Linked DNA regions of Hordeum vulgare: region 1 is linked to region 2. A link is a contact called in public Hi-C data. All regions are on one chromosome and are shown on one strand. The core of a region is the stretch at or near the end of the contact, and the rest is flanking DNA. Distances in the headings are between cores, read along the strand shown. Region 1 has its middle 300 kb from the start of LOC123448783. Region 2 has its middle 390 kb from the start of LOC123450570.

Evidence for each region. Hi-C and Micro-C count contacts between places; a contact is called where the count stands out from the background.
Region 1: a Hi-C map of leaf shows a contact between it and region 2, with 2.7 times the contacts expected there. The contact joins two enhancer-like sites. A contact is called at or near these places in 2 of 6 Hi-C or Micro-C datasets (leaf and seedling).

The regions. Positions count from the first base shown.
Region 1 is chr4H:414,839,018-414,842,969 of MorexV3_pseudomolecules_assembly, reverse strand. No RefSeq gene overlaps it. Among protein-coding and RNA genes, the nearest start is that of LOC123448783, 300 kb to the left of the region's middle. Within about 2 kb of position 1,374, at least 2 of the 3 cell types and tissues checked have open chromatin away from gene starts, as enhancers often do. A contact at or near this core is called in leaf, where this site is marked.
Region 2 is chr4H:414,741,469-414,745,896 of MorexV3_pseudomolecules_assembly, reverse strand. No RefSeq gene overlaps it. Among protein-coding and RNA genes, the nearest start is that of LOC123450570, 390 kb to the right of the region's middle. Within about 2 kb of position 2,881, at least 3 of the 3 cell types and tissues checked have open chromatin away from gene starts, as enhancers often do. A contact at or near this core is called in leaf, where this site is marked.

The DNA of each region.
Region 1 (3,952 bases), core at 125-2,624, 99 kb before region 2:
TAGATCCTCACGTTCATTCCATCTCATATATATTGTACATGTAACTATGAATCAGTAGAAGTTTTGTCATTCACTTCAATCAGTATTGCCGCGAAGATATCTCGACATTGGTAGCAATTTCCTCTTTGTTTATGGTCATAAGTGTGTCCATGGTTCTAGTTATCACATTATCCGTTGTTATTTTTTTGCATGGCCCCCTTGCATCACCTATGCTTACTATTATCTAATACTCCCTCTGTCCCAAAATAACTGTCTTAACTTTGTACTAGCTCTAGTACAAAATTGTACTAAGCTTAAGGCACTTATTTTGGGACGGAGGGAGTATAAACTAGATATTTTTATCATATCTTTCTGGGATAACTTTTAGATGTCCATCGTATATTTTGTTAAGAAAAAATTGGGGTAGCGCCTCGCTTATAGCAAGACCTAGCATGCTCTTAGGTCAGTCTTCTCTCTAAATGGACCTGCCTAGTGGCGTGGGAGACCACGTCCTAGTTTTTTTCATGTATTTTTGTTTCCATTTTTTATACTTTTGTTTATAATCTCGTATTTGGAAAATTTTAACCAGCCATTTGAAACATGTAAAAAAAGTGTTGACCATATAAAATGTTAACAAGCATTTTAAAATGCTAGATGTGTATAAAGAAAATGTTTCTCATGTATAATTTTTTTGTAAAATGTGTGTTGAAAAATTGATCATGTATTTAGCAAATATTAATTAAGAATTTGAAAAATACATATTAAATAATTATTTAGAATATTTTAATCAAGCCTTCAGAAATGTTAAATGTGTGTAGAAAATGTTGACCATGTTTCAATAAAATGATAATCTTATATTTGGAAATTATTAATCCAGTATTTAAAAATGTTAAAATATGCATAGAAAAATGTGATCATGTATTTAAAAATGTTAATAAAGTATTTAAAAATATATTATTTGAGCATTTAAAAAATGCTAAAAATAAATATAAAATATACTTTGACCATATATTATAAAAACACTCTTGATGCATACACTAAATGTAGAATGCAAATAAAAGAAACAAAGAAAAATTCAAAACTTTAGAAGAAACAATGCCAAAGAAAAAGGGAACAGAAAATGAAAAATGATGAAACTAGTGCAGAAAGAATGGAAAACGGAAAGAAACAAAGTAAAACCAAAAAAGAAAAGAAACCATTGAAAAAGAATTACAAAAATTAGGAAAAACTGAGAAGGAAAAAAATGAACAGAATAAATGATAGGAAAAAAGAAATAGAAACGAGCCGGTCCAGAAACAGGAGATCAGGAAAAACGTTCAGCAAGATGAGAGCTATTCTTGCTATAAGCGAGATACAGCTCTCGATGCGGTGCAGGTATACACAGTAAATCTTAGTTGAAGAAAAGCCTTGGGCTAATCTGAACGTTGGGCCGGCCTGGATACTTTGTGCCAATAACGGGGTTCATTTAACCCATGACCTCAAATTTGGACGCACCCCGCACCTAAAAAGCGAATCCTTTCATAAAATATTGCTTCAAAGCTATAAAAATTTCTTATATTGTACTCCTTCCGTAAACTAAACGCTTTTATATTAGTTTACAGAAGAAGTAATATTAAGGAAGTACTTATAAAACAGATGTCCAGTTTTTAATAGTTACAAAGTTCAATGACAGGAACATCAATTAGTTTACCATCGAAATGAACATTTAATAGTTACAAAGTTCAATGACAGGAACATCAATTAGTTTACCATCGAAATGAACATCAATTTTTCTTTTGACTGTGACATGAACATCAAATTATTTGCACACGGAGTCATCAAATCCGGCAGCCTCTAGAAGGTCAGGCATATTAAACAAACCATCTTATTTGCAGGACTCTTTCGGATATGACGGTGATGGATTAGGTTCTAGTTTATGCCGTCGTCCAAAGCTAGCTTAGTTTTTCATTTTTGAAATGGAAAGCTTAGGTTCGTTAATCATACGTACCAAGGGTGACCACAGAACTAATTTCCTCTGCTTGTCGTAAGTAGTATTTGTATATGTTATTCCCTCCGTTCCTAAATATAAAACATTTTAGAGAGTTCATTATAGACTACTGAAACAAAATAAATAAATCTATAATCTAAAATATATTTATATAAATCTGTATGTAGTCTATAATAAAAAAATCTTTACAATATTTTATATTTAGGAACGGAAGAAGTAGAAAATAGCGAGATAGAGAGATAGGGGAGAGCACCAATAATGAAGTATGCTGCTTCCATTGCTTGAGTCGTAGGCAGTTGACGAAAATCAGGTCAGGGGAGACATTTTCCGTCGGTCCGAAACTTTGAACAGTTCTTGACCAACCATGGACTAGGGACCGGGTTTGCCGCGGTGCTAAGTACTCCCTCCGTTTTTAAATATAATTCTTTGTAGAGATTTCACTAATGGACTATATACATCCGTATATAGACATACTTTAAAATATAGATTCAATTATTTTGTTTCGTATGTAGACCCTTAGTGAAATCGCTTAAAAGGCTTATATTTAGGAACGTAGGGAGTACTACAGTAGTCGGAGTACGAGCTAGCAAGCTGGCACCGTTTCGCGCTTCAGATTGACAAAAGGATCGGCTCTTTGTCTTAGCTTGTGCGCGTACTGATCTGTGGCCGGAGGTCCTTTGTGGAAACGCATTGTTTACTGTTTACTCGGTTACTTCCAATTCCAAAGAAAAACACGCCGCTGAGCATGAGCTGGGTCTCCGGGGTTTTCCTCCTTTCTTTCTCTTGAAGGTACGATGAGCGATGAATAGATGCAACTATTTTTACATGTTGGTTGTGGAAACGCATTGTTTCTAGCGGATCAAAAGTTCGCTCTCAAACGCAACCATGGTTGACCTATTAGTTAACAAATTGGAGAGGCTGAAGGCGACAAGTTTGGTCCACTTAGGGCATCTCCAATGCTCGTTCGCAAACCAGACACCTCATTCATCTCCATACACGGGGACGAGTCTGCGGATACGGATGCGGGAGCCATCCATTCATAGTTAGCCGTATACATTTTAAATACGATACAAATTATTCGGATGAAATTTAAGCAAATCCAATGTAGTTCATTAAAGTTTGCTGATAATTTATATAAATGATCGATATTTCAGTTGCTTTACTAAAAACTAGAATAACCTATACCTTGTAGTGGATGACCATCTCATAGTTTTGGCCACCCTGCCCGACCGCACTCTAGCTGAGGTCCCTCCAGTGGTTGCATGGTATTGGTGGACCGCGATAGCCTTATCCGGCCGCACCTTGGCGCTCGCGAAGGAGCCGCTTCCAACTGTCTGGTCCGGAGGGTTGTCGCGGCCAATGCCGACGGCGCACACAAAGACATGGTAGAGGCTTGCCCCCGGCGGTGCTGGTGGAGGAGTCACTTAGCGACACTCCTGATCTTGGCGAGCTTGCCATCAAGGCGGTGGCAGTGACTCGTGGCCATCTCTGCAGTGGTGACGAAGCGGTCGAGGGTCCATGCGGTACGAGGTCTGGGTCGTTATAGACCATTTCGATGCGGCATCCGACTTGGAAAACATAGAGCGACATGCAGTGTTGTGCCGCTCGTAGTGCTCCATTGCATCACCATCCATTCCTCCTCGGACATGACAACCCTTGACCCCGACGGACCGCCGCCACCGGTGCCTTCGAGGTAGTGGAGGATGCGGCTCGTGCCTTGCTCATCGCGGGTGGTAGCTCACACTTGATGAACTATCGACGGTGGTTGGGATGGGACGGCGATGGAGGCCCCTCAATACAAGTAGAGCGGTTGTACGTCGGCAGCGACACCAACACGTGCTTCACACGGTACCTGGTTTGGACACCGCGGTTGTGTGGCGGGGATGACGGTTCGTCCTTGACGCATCATTCTATCTCGACGACGCATTGGTTGCACGTGGTGGGGGAGCGGGCTCCTCCTTCACATGTAGAGGCAGGATACCTTGA
Region 2 (4,428 bases), core at 1,632-4,131:
ACACACCTCCTACGAGACGACGACGTCACCGGTCACGCAGGAGCCACCAACCTCCCGCCGCCAGGTCCCACGGGATCCAGCCAGCCTAGATCGGAGAGGAGAGCCACCCGCTGGCAAGCTCCGACTCCAGACCGCCGCCCAGCACACGAGCAGGCCTTGCCACCAACGAGACCGCGTTGGAGAGCCGCCGCGCCACTGCGCCCAGCACCAGTGCAGCGTCCCGTTGTGGCGGCCCCGTCCCGCACCGGGGCCATCGCATGGGGAGCCGAGAGAGCCCAGCCGCCGGTGGTGCTGGCCAGGCTTTGCCTGGCCGCGCCCTGTGGCGGCGGCGAGGGAGGAGGAGCCGGAGAAAGGGGGCTGGCGGTGATGGCGCAGTCGCCCTCCCTGTCGCACGCGGGGCGACGCGGGAGGGGTCGGGATCGGGACTGGTGTGTCAGAGCAGTTGGCATTTCGAATCCTCTCCGATCACTAATGACTGATTAGATGCATCCACGAAAGTACGAGGGATCGTTTGAAACGTCCGAGCATAGATGTTCTTACCGTCAGTGTGGCACCATCTTTCACCCCGCCCCAATTGCCTTCCGAGATGACGGGAACATGCAGGCGTCATCGATTGCGCAACACGTACGCACGCCCCACCCCTCCACCCAAACCCGCGTGTTCAAGTGAAAAAAAGTTAATCAATCCGTTGAGTCACCGTCTCACTCACATGCGACTTCGTTTTATACGAGTTGAAGCGGTGCATTTTTGTACGTCTTCCACAAGCAATCATCCAGACACGTACTGTATCATTTTATTTTTTGAGATAATCCAGACACGTATCATGTTCTACGTTGGTAGTACAAGGCCGGCGAGCTTGAGCTTTGACCACGCATCGTGCTCCTGCGGCAGAAAGAAGAAGCACGGGCCGGCCCAGACGATGAACACAAGAGATCCTGCAAGTACACACACGAAAAAAAGCTTTTCTTTGTTTTGTATTGCAAATCAATCACCTGATACAATCAACGATAATGATATGTGCTGGGCCAAAAGCAACACACTTATCCTCAACAAAAACGGAAAAGAAAATAAAAAACAAATGTCAATAACGATGGTTTGATAAAACAAAAATGTCTCGCCACCACTATGTCCACCATAGATCTCGAATCAAGCTCCAAGACTCCAAAACACCGGTACCAATTAATACCTTCAAGAAGAAACACTATGATAACGACGCTGTTGTCAAGGGTTTTTCTTGATACGCGGCGAGGAGAGAGCAATGGTAGCCCCCAACGCCTTGCAGGAAGGTCCGTGGGCACCCTTAGGGTGCTCCGGAGCTCGCCACCAAATGGACCACCACCCTGCGCTAACACGGTCTTGAAGCTTCCCACACTGTCTCACCACAGCATCACGCAGTAAGATCTACACAACGAAGAAGAGGAGCCGAGACTCGGAGCAGCAGCACCGTCAACGCGAGGCTGGGCCCACGCTTCCTTGTCACCGATGTGATCCGACCGGATGCAACAACAGGAGCATACCAGGCCCGGCCAGGCCGTAAAACGTCCGTGAAGCTTCTACCATCACCCTGCAGAAGGCATGTCATCGGAGTCGCTACTCCCCGTCCAAGCCGCTCCATCACTTCGCCGCACCACAAGCAGGGAAGCCACGCCAATGCCGCCCCGTAAGGGCCCAGATGGGCCCTCAAGGCCTATATCTAAACCAGGGTCGCGTCGTCGGCCACCCAACGCAAACATGTCGTCCCACTGCCAAGGGACAAGATCATCACCGTGCATGTCGTAAGAACGCCGGACCGGCGCCGAACCCAGCCCCATAAAGGGCGCCACGCACAAGGAAAGGAGGTCTCGTCGCGATCGAAACCATCCACCTAGATCCAGAGGCGCCCTCCTGCGGCGGTGGGGGAGAGAGAACGAAGTGAGGGAGACAAAGAGAGGAGACGGACGAGCTGCCCCGGCCACCGCCCAAAGAGGCAGCACGAGGCGGGTGGGGGGGGGGGGGTCACTAACCCTAAACAAGTTGGGATCCTGAAAGTACACGGAGACAAAATCTTGGACCGGGAAAACAATTCGTTAACCAGGATCGACAAGGACTCGACAATTTTTAGTTGGATATACACAGTACTTGGATTCTTTCCGCAACAGGTAGGTGGGTTGAGCTATGTTCTTGGAGCCCAAAGTTCGATATATATATATTTTTGGAGCCGAAGCCGTATTGCTACATCTAATTAATTAGTGGCACCTCTGAAAATTAATGAGTATATTGAGGTTTTGTAGCTATAACCTCAAACTGATGAGGATATTGTATGGTGCGGTGCAGAAGCATTCCCCTACCAATTTGTAGTTCGTTTAGTACCTCCCATGCATCCTAAAATAACCTTAGCTACATCAATTAAAACTGGCAGTTAGAAAGACGTGTATCATCTTCGTCTGGAAGGAGGCATTTTTCCTTCCACTGTATCTTCACGGAAAATTCACACAATGGATGCACGTACGTGCATGCGGTACACACAGTGAAACAAAAGAGACATCTCGATCGATGCCGATCGCCACGGCGCCAAACGCAGATTTTCTCCGTGGAGCCGTACGTGGACCGGAACAGGAAGGCCACCTAGATGCTGTAGTTTTCTTCTTGCAACTAGATGTTGTAGGGTTTGAAAGGCGACATGTACAGACGCCTATACCCGTTTCAGATACTAGCAGTACAATCCTAGGCACAAGTGAACAAACGGTCACGCACACAAAAGTAACCAGATGTCCACGTCTATGTCGATCAAGACCAATAACTCCCGCGCCCTTCTTTTCCAGGAACCTTCACCTCTCTCTCTCAAAATCATCCTGCGCCGGTCGTCCAATCAACCCACTCACCAACTTCCTCAAGCAACGGTACGATGCGCACGAAACTGTCACGCCCTATGACCGTGCTGTGCTGCGGGAGGAGATACTGGTGTGGTGTGACCCCAAGGCTCAATCAAAGCCGCATGTGCCACAATTCGCTCCGGCCGGAACCCACAACAAAATTATTATCCGGAGGATTCCGGGAACCTGCGGGGGCCAATCCACAGCCACAGAAGCGCGGTGGTGATATCTTGAAACAAAGATCGTCTCCCTGACCGGACCTTGTAATCTTGCGGCCGCGCAGCCCTATATAAGGCTCCAGCAACAAAACCCACCATCACCTCCTCATCTCAAAGCAGCTAAACCAGCTTGGTTTGCCTAAGAAAAACAAAAGCTAAACCAGCTTGGTTGAGCTGATTGATCGCTCAGTTCGCTTCATCGCATCGAGGCGCGCGCTCTCCTTGGCTTCGTCTAACTGCTGCTGCTGTGCGTACTCGATCGCTCGCGCGCACGGGAGCAGAGCAGATCGATCGAGATTATTGGGATGGACAAGCTGAGCGTGCACCACAGGCAGCACAACGGCATCTCCAAGCCGCCGGTGCACCATCGCGGCAAGGGCGGCGGGAAGGGCAAGGGTGGCGGGAAGGGGATCAAGGTTGTGTACATCTCAAGCCCCGTGATGCTCACCGCCAGCGCCGAGGAGTTCCGAGCCGTCGTGCAGGAGCTCACGGGCCGCGACTCCAACGTGGCCGACCACGACGCCCCGGGCGTATCGTCCTATTACTCGTCGTCGTCCTCCTCCTCCTACTCCTCGTTTGGGCGCGCCTCGCCCACGGCGGGGGCTACTGCCTCTGCAGGAGGCCGCGCTTTGCCGCCGGCGATGGCGTCCACGGCGGACTACGCAGCTGGCGCCGGCGCCATGCCTCCGCCGTTCCAGAGCATGTATGATCAAACGGTAGGCACCGGCCTGCTTTACGGACAGGACTACTGGTAGGATCGGAGATCGGTCACCTCGTGGCGGTCGACGTTCGAGATGCCATAGAATCGATCACTTGCATTATGTGTGAATTTGCTGTCTACAGTCATGCTTCATGTTTCTTCGATATTCGATCGACTTGTACTGGAGATGAAAATGTCATGTTGATACGAGAGCTAGTACATATTTCCGTTTACCTGTATTTTGCCCTTGTTGTTCTAGATTTTCGTTTACGCTCGTATGTGTTTGGAATCAAGGTATTTCATTCGTTTTTTATACAAGCCTATCTTCCTATTTTTCAGATCTAAAATAAACAAGGGATAGGCAGGGGGCAGTCGCCTGAAAACTGTTTTTTTGTTGTCAGTTGATCATTTTGAACCGTCGGATGCAAAATCAACACCGAGATGGTCTTCTTCAACCTCCGGCTCATCTTCCTCCCCTAACCACCCCACTTCCGCTGGCATCCACCACTCGCAGCCGGCGGCGCTCCCCGGCAGACCTTTAATTCCGATGCCGACGAACCTGCACCCTTCGCCACCCCAAAGATAGACTAGAAGGCTGCCCCCAACCCACTCCACCTCTAAGATAGACGAGTTGCTTCCTCCGCCGCTTGTTGCTCCT